Regions from separate parts of the Manis pentadactyla genome. Here region 1 is linked to region 2. A link is a contact called in public Hi-C data. All regions are on one chromosome and are shown on one strand. The core of a region is the stretch at or near the end of the contact, and the rest is flanking DNA. Distances in the headings are between cores, read along the strand shown. Region 1 holds the start of HAUS8 (HAUS augmin like complex subunit 8). Region 2 holds the start of ANKLE1 (ankyrin repeat and LEM domain containing 1).

Region 1 (6,390 bases), core at 3,298-5,797, 140 kb before region 2:
AAGAAGCTGAGGGAAGCCAGCGAGGAGTCGTCCCAGCACCCCACCGCCCACACCGATCTCTATGAGGTGGCAATTTCTTAGATGAGATTTCTCAGATCACCTTGACAGGACAAAGGACACAGAGCCCCAGTCCTGGTCACCTGGGGCAACATAGCACAGCCCAACACCTGAGCTGAGAAGGGCACAGAGCAAGCAGAGTGAGCGTTTTTGCCAAGCACTGAAGAATTCAGGTTAATTCATAGGACCTGTGTGCCCACTGTGTGCCACTGGGGACTCTCAGTGAACAAGAGACAGAGCTCCTTCCCAGGGAAGGTAGGGCATCATTTTCTTGTCAGGCCTGCATGGAGAGTGTCCCAGACAAAGAAGGGAAGGGCAGGAGGGGGGAGCGACAAAGCACCTCTTGCTCAAGTACATGGGGAACACTCTGAGACAGGGGTCAGCAAGGCCAGGGGCACAGGAGAGAGAAGGAAACAGAAAGAGAATGGATGAGCCCTGCGGCTTAGCTGGAGAAGACAGACCAGGACACAGAATCAGAAGGACGGGGTACCAGGCTAGGCTGGCAGGGCTCCAAATTCCCACCTTAACGGCTTGGACCTGTTCCTATAGCCCAGAGTTTCTCTGTAAAAGGGCAGAGTAAAAATTTCCAGGTTGGTGGGCCATATGCTCAAAGTAGCATCTTGCCATTGTAGCATGAAGCTGCCATGGACCATATAGAAAGGGGTGGTACTATATTGCAACACAACTTTATTTACCCACCATGACATTTCCATTTCATACAATTTTCACATGTCACAAAATATAGCTGACACTTGATGGATGCAGGGGTTCGGGACACTAAACCCCCATGCATCCAAAATCCATGTATAACTTGTGACTCTCCCAAATTTAACCACTAATAGCCTACTATTGACTGGAAGCCTCATTGATAACATAAACATTCAATTAACACATGCTTTGAACGTTCTGTGTCATATACTGTATTTACAGTAAACTAGAGAAAATTTTCAAATAGTCACAGGTCTCCAAAAAAAATTTTCCAATATTTTTATTGAAAAAAAAAATCACATATAAGTGGACCCACAGAGTTCAAACTGTGTTGTCCAAGGGTCAACCATTTTCTTCTTTTGATTTTAACAACCACTTAAAAACATACAAAACACTCTCAGATCGCCCACTGTACAAAAGGGCGGGGGGTGCTCTAGCTTTCGCTTGCAGTCTCTTGTGTGTGGAGCCCTGCTACAGGCAACAGGAGAGGGTCACTGTTAAAGCTGTATTTCATGAAGACCACTGGCAGCTGGGAATAGACAGGCCCTCAGGTTCTAGAAGGACAGGGACCAAGTCTGCTCCTCACCATTCCCCAGTGCCTATGTATTCATCTGCTTGAGCTGCCAGGACAAAACACGAGGCTGGCGGCTTAAATAACAGATTTTTACTTCTCACAGTTTTGGGGGCTGGAAGTCCAAGATCAAGGTGTGGGCAAGGTAGGTAGCTGCCTTCACACTGGGGGTTCATGTCACCTCTTGTGAGCACAAGGTGGGCCAGGAAAAGCCTTCTGGAGTCACTTATAAGGACATCAGTCCAATTGGATCAGCACCCACCTTTATGACCTCGCTTAACCTTAATTCCTTCCATAGAGACCCCATCTCCAAATACAGCCACACACGGTTAGAGCTTCAACATATGAATGTGGGGATGGGTGAGGGAGACACACAAATACTCAGTCCATAACACCCACAACCTGGCAGATTAGGAGGCACCTGATAAATACCTGTCAGACAAATAACTCAGAGGTGTTCACTGGAGGGCAATTCTGACCCCTGGAGACATTTGGCAATGTCTGAAGATGTGTGATTGTCAGAATAGAGGAGGTGGTATTGGTATAGTGGGTGGGAGCCAGGGATGCTGTGCAACACCCTATAGCACACAGGATGGCCGCAGAATGTCAGCACTGTCAGGACTGAGAGCCCCCAGCATGGGGAATGGGTGATCGAGAGCATGGGACTAAACAGAGAGAATTCCGAAAGCTGCTACAAAATGATTGGACGCATCAACAAATAATGAACCCTGACCATTATTCAGGCCTAAAAAGGAGTCAAGTACTGACATTCACCATGATGGCTGACTCTCGAAAACATTACCCTGAGTGGAAGAAGCCAAACACATTAAGGCCACATGCTGCATGATCCCATTTATATGAAAAGTCCAGAACAGGCAAATCTATAGAGACAGAAAGCAGGTTGTGGTGCAGAAAAGAGCAGGGAGTGACTGCTAATGGACACAGGTTTCCTCCTGGGCAGATGAAAGTGTTCTGGAATGAGGTACAGGTGGTGGCTGCACAACACTGTGAATGTCTTCATGCCACTGAATCTCTCACTTCAAAATGGTTAATTTGATGTTATATGCACTTCAGCTGAATTTAGAAAAATAAAGAAAGAAGCCTGTAGTAGAAGAGAGGGGTCATAAGGTGGGAATCACTAAGCAGCTGGTAGGTGCTCAAGAGTCAGGGATGCTGCCTAGGTGTCTGGTCTGGGAGAGCACAATGCCACGGACAGAGACCAGCCATGCAGGAGAAGCAGGATGAGGGGCCAGGCAGGGACCTGAGAGCTGTAACCTCTGCTGACAACAGGCTCTAGCAGTGGTGGCTGCCTTCCTGCGGTCACTGCAGCTACCTCCTGGTTATCAGGCTCCAAGGAACCCAAGGTGAGACCCAGGCAGTGTTGGGGGCAGCTCCAGCCCAGTCAGGAGTGGCAACTAACAAATGCTTGCTGGGCCCCACAGAATCCTCTCAACCCTACAAATACCTAATCATTGACTTGCTTTATCCTCATTTTCCAGACCAGAAGGCTTAAATGGGTCACCCTTGGCGAGTTTCAGAGGAGGAAATGGGCAGAGCAAGAATCTACCTAATGGTCTACACCTGCGTTGTGTTAACTACATGTGTTGTGTTAACTACACTCGTGCCAATCTCAGGCACCTCCCCCACCAACCTCGGATAGGCTAATGTCAATCTCACATTTAAGGCAAGGGGCCATGGAAAAAAGACAAGTGATTTCAGTTGGTCTGTTAAATTTTAATTTGCTCTGGGACAATAAACATCAGACGACTAGTAAATAAAACAATCACAGCCCTGGAATCTCACCTCTGTTCTTGTTCTTGCTGTGTGACCCTTAGCAAATGACCTTCCCTCCTGTCTTGCCAATGGGTTTCAGCCCCAGGGAAGTTCACTATGGATTTAATGTGACCAAAGAAATTGACAGCAAAACGTTCTTGGGGTGAAAGGGTTATACCCTTTATTTCCAGGTGGCAGGTCAGTCACTAGAATCCCATCCACTCAGAACGAGTCTTTATGCAGCAAGCCGGTCTCTGCCTCTGGGCCTCTCTGTCTGCACAGCCATCCTCTGGGCCTCTGTCCTCTGCTCTGCTCTCCTGCAGCCTTGAAGCCCTGCCACCATGTCGCGCCCAGAGTACTGGGCGGAGCTCTTTTATAGAGTCAACAGCCATGTATTGCCCACAGGTGTGCAGTGAGCTAGTCAGCCAGGGCCAGGTGAGAATCCTGGCCACAGGAACTCTCATTTTATCCACACCTCCCTGAGCCTCTATCCTCTCATTTGTAAATGGGAGGCATAGGAAAAGCGAGTGGGAAGACTAAAGGAGATACTTTAGGGGCCCAACCCTTGTCCACTACAAAATGGCCATAGTAATAGCGACAGATTAACATTGAGGGGCCGAGCACTGTAGGTTGAGCAGTGGTGTCACAGTGGATAAAATGAGAGTGGCAGCGCCAAGGACAGAGGCCCTGAGGACGGCTGTGCGGAGAGAGGGGCCCAGAGGCAGAGACCGGCTTACTGCATGCTGACTCGTTCTGAGTGAACAGGATTTTTGGGACTGACCTGCCACCTGGAAATAAAGTTGGGTATAACCCTTTCACCCCAAGAACGTTTTGTCGTCAGTTTCTTTGATCACACTGAATCCATAGCGAACTTGCCCGGGGCTGAAACCCATTAGGAAGACAGTCGTCAACATCGCTTCGCAGGGGAAGAAACCAAGACACACACACATAAGTTATGCCACTTAACCAGAAATCACCCAAGATCGAAGCGGCGGACGGAGGACTCGAACTCTTTCGGTAGGGAACTGAGCCCACGTTCCTGAACATGCGCAGAGGCCTCCTCCCGCCTTCCACAGCTGCGCATCCTCGGGGGTCCGAACTGGACTCACCCGAGGATACCCGCACCCAACTTTGCTCCTTCCCTGGCCCAGCCCTCGGCCATAGTAAGTCTTCCCGCCAGCACCCACAAATCCGGACCCATAGCGCTTCAACTCACCCAGCACCGCGCCCCGAGGAATCCGCCATTTTCCCGCCTTCAACTCAAAGGCCCACTTCTCAAGTCCGGGTCCCACCCCCTCGCCCCGGGCCGGGCTATATTGCTGCGCCGCGGGAGGTGTGGCTGCGGGCCTCGGGGTGTCTGGGTGCGGGTGAAACGGGCAACTCCTGAGTGCGCGCCTCTCTGTCCTCCCCTCACACTTGGTTTCGCCCGCCAGCGGCAGGCGGAGGGGCCGGGACCGGGAGGGCGGGGATTCCTGGCGCTCCGCCCCGAGGCGCGCAGGCGTCACGCCCTCGGCCCCGCCCCCGGAACCCGGAAGCAGGAGCGCGCGGGGGAGCGGCGGGCGCGGCGGGGCGGAGCGGAGCGGCCGGACCAGCAGTGGGCGGGCGGCCGGGCAGGGACCCGGCCCGGGACCTGCGGCGCGCGGTGGCCAAGGCCCAGGTGAGTGCCGGGCAGTCCTGGGTCGGGGGCTCGATGTTGAAGCTCTCGTAGGCGGGGTGCCTTGTAGGGGGACGGAGTGGAGGAAGAGCGAAGACGGGGTCGAGGGGGCGGAAACGAGCTTGGGGGTCGTGAAGGGGTTGCTGGAGACCGGGTGGAAGCGGGACGAGACTGGGGAAAGCTGATGGGATGGGCCTCCTGGTGAGGGAATTTGCGGCGGGTGAGTGGAGGCGGTCTTGTGGCTTCGAGCAGCTTCTGTGAAGAGAACGTGGCTTAAGTGGTAGTTGGGGGGTCGCAGGAAATGGGGCTGGGAGGGGGAGAGGCAAGAAGGCAGACTTGAGAGGCCCAGGCTAGGGGAGAGGGGCAAGGCCGATGGAGGCACGGCGGGGTGCGATTGGGGAAAGGGGTGCGGGACGGCTCTGGGGCTTCCGACCGTGGCTGGAAGAGAAGAATGGTACCGAGGGAGGGCGGCGCCTGGGACTCAGTGGGTGCGCGCGAAATGCGAGAGGTCTGAACCCACTGGGTGGGGGCCGGCGCAATTGGGAAGGGAGGAAGTGGGGAATGAGAGGGGTAGAAGTGGGGAAGCTGTAGCAAGAACTAAGGTCCCGCTGTGGGGGCCTGGGAAGAGGGGAGGGAGGGGAGTAGAGTAGCCCCATACAGAGAGGTTGGGGTGCAACTCATGGAGATTGGAGGGGTTCCCTTCCCCTCCTGATTTATTTTCTTCCTGACTTCACCCCCAACGACTGGGTGACTACCGGCGAGTCCCAGATATTCCAGTATTCCGAACTTGCAAACGGCACTACTCTCTTCTTAAGACAGGAGCTGGCTGGAGCCCAGGGGTCCCGGGGAGCAAGGAAGAAGCCTCTGGGCCTCTCTGGGGCCGGAACTGGGTTTCAGAGGAGAGGGAGTGGGTGTGCACGCACCCGTGTGAGCTGGGCTGTCACCACCTCCTCCGAGTTGCATCCTTGGACTTAAATGGGTAAAACAACACACAGGAAATTTGTCCCCCGGCGGCCGTGAGCTCAGCCCTGGAAGCGTGTCCTGCCTCCTTCCCAGGGCACCCTGAGGACTGGGGTCTGTAGGGAAAGCCTCTCCTACGTCTTCGTGTGAGGGGGGAGCTGTTGGAGGGTCCCAGCTCCTGCCTTCCTGATCCGTGTTCTAGGCTTTGAGTCTGCAGACTCTTCAAGCATCCAGGTACAGGAGGAGTTGACTTGGGCTGCTGGGAGGTTGTTCTACCATCCGGTGGGCCTGGGCCTTAGACTGGGTGGTTTTGATCAGCATTTATTTCTTTCCCAACTGTGGGAATCCTTGTTTGGGAAAGGGCTGGGGAGCCTGGGTTTATAGTTCATTTAAATGAATCTGTATAGCTTGAATGTAAAGAGAACCACAGAGAGGTAACCATCCTGTTAACTTCCAGAATGTTCTGGCCCTTAGGCCTCACTTTGCCCAGGACACACATTGAGCATGGGCTTGCCCTGGCCAGGACACCTCCTGAACAGGACCGTAATCTTCAAGTTGCATGGCCCCAACTTCTGTCCCCTCCCTGAGCCAGGAGCATAACCAGGCAGGCTGTCACAGAGGGTCTTGTGTTGAGGGTCCTGACCCAGGTCAAGTCTCTCTGTCTGCT
Region 2 (6,642 bases), core at 2,671-5,170:
CTCATGTAAGTCCCCCTTCCCCGTGACTCACCTTCCATGTTAGTCCTGTCATGATCCTGTGGCCCTCTACTATATTTTTTAACCCAGAGGATGGCAAACTTGCTGTAAAGAGCCAGGTAGTAAAAGTTTCTGGCTTTGCAGGCCACATGGTCTCTGTTGCAATGACTGGACTATGCCATGGTAATCCAAAAGCAGCCACAGGCCATACATACACAAGTAGGTGAGCTTTGTGCTCATAAAATTTAACTGATCACACTGAAATTTGAATTTCATATCATTTCCATGTGTAATGAAATATTCTTCTGATTTTTTTCCGCACCAACCATTTAAAAAGGTAAAAACCATCCTTAGCTCATGGGCCCTAGTCTTCCAAACCCCGTTTTCACCAGCCCCTCTAATAATGGCCATGGAGCTTATTTTTGCCTTTTCTGTCATGATTAACCTAGTACAATCATCTCAGGAAAGTCTGCGAGTAAATCCATGGGGTAAATTCCTAATGGAGGACCGTGGAGGACCAGGACCTAATGCTGGATCCAGTGGGTGTTTGTTTTTGTTCTTTTTTAATTTTACTAGACTTTCCAAAGCACATTCTCAGAAAATTAACCTTCTTTATCTCCCCGAGCACTGAAGTTGATCACCTGCTGAAAGTTCTGCTTGTCTGATAGTGGGAAGAGACTACATGTTGCTTTGCTGTGCTTTTCATTGAGCCTTTTTTCATTCCTTTTTAAGCCATTCAGTATTCCTTCAGTGATTTATTTGTCCCCTTTACCTTTTCCTGGGGGATACCAACTTTCCTTGTCAATCAGATTTGCTTTTTACATATTAAGGACATTAGTCCTCTGTCTGCCTAGTGCCCTTTGCTCAACATGAGATCCAGCTGCAGCTATGGCTAAGCAGGGACGTGGATGTTGACTTAGCATGTAAGATCAGGTCCCTGTCTAAGAGTCTCCTGGCCTTGTGGGGCAAGTCCAACTCAGGGCAGTGATGGATGCTCAGGGTGCTGAGAGTGGCCAGAGAAAGCTCCAGTTTTCAGCAAAGCCTCCCTGATGGCGCAGGAGAGGTCAGGCAGGAGGGTAAGGCTGCGGTGGTACTCCAGGCAGAGGGAATAGCATGTGGTAGGGCTTAGAGGCAGCAGTGAACTTGGGAGGGTTTATGGGGGGCCTTGCATGCCCAGTGAAGAGGAGCTGGGCTCTCCAAGGGTGTCAGAGGGACCCCAAGACCAAGTTCTGACCTGTCTCCCTATGCCTGCTATGCAGCCAGCAGAAGACAGAGCTGCCAGTCACGGAGAATGTACAGACAATTCCGCCCCCATACGTGGTCCGCACCATCCTCATCTATAGCCGTCCACCCTGCCAGCCCCAGTTTTCCCTGACGGAGCCCATGAAGGTGAGTGAGGCCTGGGAGAGGGCAGGATGTCTGCTGTCAGCAGGATGGGTGGTTAGACACCTGGAGGGACTTCCTGACCACTGGAGCTGTGGCACCTTCAGGCAGGTTCCCAGAGTCCAAGGCAGAAGCTGGGGGATGGGGGGCATGGGAGCGTGGAGCGTGGGGTGCCCTTGCCCTTGCCCAAAGGCTGGTGTTCTTCCCCTGCAGAAAATGTTCCAGTGCCCGTATTTCTTCTTCGATATTGTTTACCTCCACAATGGCACTGATGAGAAGGAGGAGGAGATGAGCTGGAAGGTGAGACGCTGCTGTGTGGGTGGGTGGCGGGTGGGCATAGATGGGGTTTCTCAGAGCCCACCTGCCATATGCCTGGAGGAGCCGTCTCCACTGCAGCCCTGGATCGCTGGTCCTACTGGATCGTTGTTATTTAGTCATTCAGCAACCGCTTCCACACCTGCTGTGAGCTAGTGGGGAATGTTGGCATGCTGGCTCCAGGAGCATGTAGAGTCCTGCCCATATCATCTCCTCTCTCTTCCTGCCTTTGTTCTTGCTGTGTCCTCTGCCTGGAGCCCCCTTCCCTCCCTGCCTTCACATCCCAGCCCTGAACTAGCTGTAGGATCCTGAGTAGGCCATTTATCTCTCTGAGCCTTAGTTTATCCAACTCTGAATAGGGAGAGTTGAGACCAGTTCCTACCTATACCTCAATACCCTAACGCAAAAGTCCCTACTCTGGGAAGCTTTCCCTGCACGCCAGGGAAGATCAGCTTGGGGACTATCACTAGTGTGTATCTGACTGTGTCTCTCCAGACTAGGGGCTCCAGGACTAAGACCTCTTGAGGTTGTAACACTGGGAGGTAGGCTTGGGGTAGGGAATATTTGCCCAGTGTAGATATATTTTTTGTCAGGCAAACTCCTCTTCATCCTTTAGAACTCACCTAATGCCCCCTCCTTTGGAAAGCCTTCCAGGGGCAGGGAGGGCCTGTCCTGGGAGCCCCTGCCTGAACAGCCCCTCCCTGGCCCCACAGGAAATGTTTGCCTTCATGGGCAGCCTGGATACCAAGGGTACCAGTTACAAGTACGAGGTGGCGCTGGCTGGGCCAGCCCTCGAGCTGCACAACTGTATGGCCAAACTACTGGCTCACCCATTGCAGCGGCCCTGCCAGAGTCATGCATCCTATAGCCTGCTGGAGGAGGAGGATGAAGCCACTGAGGTTGAGGCCACTGTTTGAACCACACTTGTGTACCTTATTACATCCTTGTAACTTTGTACAATGAAACCCTTGGCCTAGAATGCTGGTTCTTAAACTGGACTCTGTGGGACCCTGTGGGATTCCAGGAGGTACTCAGAGGACCTAGGGGACCCTGGAAGGAAACTCAGGCTTCCAGGAAACATGGCAGGGACTCTTTGGCACCCGTTTCCCAGTTTCCCAGGCTACATCCCACTCCCAGTTTGTCGATTGTAATTTTTGTTCTCTGTGTGATTTTTGTCATCAAAATAAAAATCTTGAGGGTCCCTAACTGAGGTCCACAACAATCACCTTGTGTTAATTGAGCTCTTCTTGCAAGTGACAGAAAACCTGCCCACCGAACATAAAGGGAAAGTCTTGCTTCTTGTGGATGAGAAACCAAGGTGCAGCTTCAGGCTTGGGTGTATCCAGCCATTCCGACATTACTGTTGGGAGTGGGCTAAAATACCCTGGGTGATGTTAAGTGTGCCCTGCTTGTCTCCCAATCCGTGGAAAGGGATGAGATGGCTGGGACCACTCTGCAAACCCCAACCCAGGTGAAGTGAGGGTTCCCAGCACTAGCATACAGCCTTGCCTGGGCCAGGTGACCTTGCATTGGGCCAGTCATGGGCCACAGTTGTGGGATGCCCTGACTGGCCGTCAAGCCTTTCTGGGACGGGAGGATTTACAGCTCCATCAGGAAACTGGGTGCACTGTGCACTCTAGAGGAAGGGAGAGGCCCACCATTCAACTATCTGTATAGCAATTGTGAGAAAAAAAAAAGTTACCTACGAGGTTCTCTCAGTGCCATATAAAATGAAAATAGCTTTTTTGAACAACAGCTATTCCTCCTTATGAGCATTTATTGGGCACCCAAGTGCCAGACCCCAGTGATGAAAGCTTTGTTCAACTTAACAGCATCCTGGAATAGATTATTGTCCCATTTTGCAGATGGTGAAACTAAGGCCCTGAGGCCCCCGCGCTACAGTTACAGAGTCCGGGCTCTGGGGACATGAAAATGGGCCACTCAGAGCTTCTGGAGGCGGTAGCTGTTAATCAAAGGCTTACATAGTACGGGTGCTGTGCGAGCTTAGGTGCCTTAACAAAGCTGTCCAGGAGACTGTATGCCCCGGGGATATCCGTGGGTCCCATTCTGCCCGTAACTCCACCCACTCCGGCAAGGTGCCTTCCCGTTCCGTTTAGAAACGAGATAAGCCACCCGTCCCTGCCTTTATCGGCAGCCCCAGGTCCCGCTGGAGCTCAACTTGGTGTCGTGGCTAGGGAGGGCGCAAAATCTCCCCAACCCGGCTGGCTTGAGGCTGCTGCGCGGTGCCAGGGAGCGGGGACCGGAGTCGAGGGGCGGGGCGGCGCTTGCGCACGAGGGCGCCTCAGGAAATTGAAAATCGGCGGGCCGGGCTGCAGGGTTCGGGGTCGTGCCAGGGCATGGGCGCTGGGGCTGACCTGGCGCTGCGGCTGCGGGCAGCGCTGCGGGAGGAGGAGCCGCGGTGAGGGCGGGGCCCTGGGGGCCGGCTGGGTGCGGGGCGGGGGTCATGGTCCACTCTGACCACCTGCCCGTAGGGCGGTGGAGGAGCTGCTGCACCGCGGCGCTGACCCCAACCTGGTGCTTGCGGATGGCGCGGCGGCCATACATCTGGCGGCCGGGGCCCGATACCCGCGAGGTGTGCGCTGCCTGGAAGCTCTTCTGCGCCGAGGAGGGGACCCCAACGCTCGGTGAGGCGGGGCCTGGGCCAGGGGTTGGGTCTTTGAAACAGGGGAGTGGTCTCCAGAGTGAGGGCGGGAACTCGGTTCCCAACGTTGGGGCTTGGCGATTTTGAACTCAGAGTCAAAGGGCAGGCAGGGTAGAGTCCCAGACTGAGAGTGGGGTATGAGGCTTCTCTGGGGCCGAAGTGGGATCGAAGCTACAGATCTAGAGGCAGAGAGGCTCTAGGGTCAGAGAGCAGAGGTTTGGGTCCCAGCCCAAGGGCTAGGATCTAGGTTCCGAGGGTGGTCTCAGGGCAGCAGGTGGAGATGGGAAGCCGAGGGCCAAGGCTCGGGGACCCGGGGATCGAATTCCCTTCTCCGCTGACCCTTCCCCGGTTCCTGCCCCAGATCGGCCGAGGCGTTGACACCATTGCATGTGGCCGCCGCCTGGGGCTGTCGCCGCGGCCTGGAGCTGCTGCTGAGCCAGGGAGCTGACCCCGAGCTGCGCGATCAGGTGCGGCGCGCAGCGTCCATAGCCGCAGGGCGGACCCAGAGAGATTGGGAGCGAGAATGGAGGGAGGAGGGTGTCGGGCGCCCCCTGCTGACAGCACCGCGGCAGGACGGACTCCGGCCGCTGGACTTGGCTGAGCAGCAGCTGCACCAGGACTGCGCGTGCGTCCTGCGGGATTTCGACAGGAGGACTTGGACTCGGACAAAGACCCAGGAGCCTGTGCCTGAGCCTGAGCCCGAGGCTGGCAGTGAGTGGGGCCTGCGCTGCCTGTGGGGCTTAGCCTCCGTTCTAGCTTTGTGTGTCTCTGATGTCCAACTCTCTCCAGATCATTCTGTCTCGCATCCAGCGCCTCTGGCCAAATCTGGCTGCTTCGGATTCTCTCCATCTTGCCCGCGCCTCCAGCGGTTTCTTCCTGTCTGATCCGACTCCCATCTCTACTTCTGGCTCCCCCCTCCCCTACTCTCTGACCACCACTCTCATCTCCTGCTTCAGGCCCAGGCCCCTGGGGACCTCCTGATGTGATGCCGGACTCTACAGGCCTGGGCGGAGGTGACAGCAAGGATACGGGCTTGGAGGCTGGTTCTGGCTCTCCCAGCCTCTGTGCCCACCCTGAGGTCGCCATGAAGGATGAGAGCTCAGATTCCCCTCTGGGGCCCTGGGACTGCAGCTCAGATGACTCCTTTGTCACTGCTGTCGAGGCCTCTGGAGCCGAGGACCACATCTCTCCCTGGGGTGTGTCATTGCCTCAGACCAGGCAGGGCCTCCTGTCCATTGTCCAGCCCTCCCAGAGAGTGCCAAGGTCTCCAGGTACCCCACAGTGGGTGCATCGAGCCATCATGGCAGGCAGGGAGGCAGAGCTGAATGCCTGTCTAGAGGCCCTGACTCTGACCTCCTCAGCTGCCTCCCTCTCCCCCACATCCCTCCCAGATGGGAGCCCCATTCGTAGTCCCCCTCAGGAACCACTGCCTGGATCCCCTGACCTCCACCTCCTAACAGACGACCAGTTGTCCCTTGACAGTGATGTGTTCATCCTCTGGCTCTCAGAGGATGAAAGCTCCACAGGTGGCAGGGACCTTGCACCCTCTTGCCAGTGCCTGCCGGTACCTGCCTTGTCTGACCTGGAGTTACTACAAGAACTCCGAGCTCTTGGCAAGAGCCCCGGCCCCATCACACCCTTCACCCGGCCATGCTATCTCCGACAGCTGGAAGAAGCCCAGGCTGTTCCTGGTTAGTTCCTTCTGGGCACCCAGAGAGGACCTCCAGGAATCCCTGGAGACCCCCGACTCTTAGTCCTAGTCTGGGAACCACCTCTTCCTGTGTCTCCCTTGACTCAGTTTCCCTTCCCAGGTCCAGACTTTTCAGGCTACAGCCCAGAGCTGGCTGAGGCTTTGCGGACAGGCTGTATCCCCAATGCCCAGGCAGATGAGGATGCGCTTGCCCAGCAGTTTGAGCGGCTGGATCCCAACAGAAGGTGGCGGGAGGGAGTTGTGAAGTCCAGTTTCACGTATCTGCTGCTGGACCCCAGGTACGCAGAGCAGGAATGACCCAGAAGTGGGAGCTGGAAAGTTCTGAGATGGATTCTTATTTGCTGTGTGTCCTTTGGAAGGACTGGCCCTCTCTGGTCATCAACTTCTCTATCTGTAAAAGGTTGGCTGGATTCAGTTCAAGCTGCTGAGTGTCCTTGGGGAGCAGCCACCACTCTCTGCCCTATAGAAGGGGTCACTGGACATGGGTTCAAGTTACTCTGTGACGTTACAGACTGTCTTGGGGGCGACTCTTGTCTCTTCCTCTCTGAGCCACACCCTTCATCCAGAGAGACTC

The links. A called contact is a pair of places that touch in the nucleus more often than the background predicts.
Region 1: a contact with region 2 is called in a Hi-C map of skin fibroblasts, with 6 times the contacts expected there. The contact joins the promoter of HAUS8 here to the promoter of ANKLE1 in region 2. A contact is called at or near these places in 2 of 3 Hi-C or Micro-C datasets (fibroblasts and skin fibroblasts).

The regions. Positions count from the first base shown.
Region 1 is chr12:23,557,565-23,563,954 of mManPen7.hap1, reverse strand. It overlaps HAUS8 (HAUS augmin like complex subunit 8), which reads right to left and starts at 4,547. Exons shown (of 11, transcript XM_036893343.2): 1 at 4,326-4,547. The coding sequence starts at 4,354. It overlaps MYO9B (myosin IXB), which reads left to right and starts at 4,631. Exons shown (of 40, transcript XM_057490231.1): 1 at 4,631-4,766.
Region 2 is chr12:23,421,398-23,428,039 of mManPen7.hap1, reverse strand. ANKLE1 (ankyrin repeat and LEM domain containing 1) reads left to right here and starts at 3,920. Exons shown (of 10, transcript XM_036893377.2): 1 at 3,920-4,114; 2 at 4,188-4,340; 3 at 4,719-4,824; 4 at 4,930-5,068; 5 at 5,314-5,370; 6 at 5,866-6,048; 7 at 6,169-6,346; 8 at 6,635-6,642. The coding sequence starts at 4,053. BABAM1 (BRISC and BRCA1 A complex member 1) reads left to right here. Exons shown (of 10, transcript XM_036893384.2): 7 at 1-5; 8 at 1,257-1,386; 9 at 1,594-1,680; 10 at 3,561-3,753. The coding sequence ends at 3,581.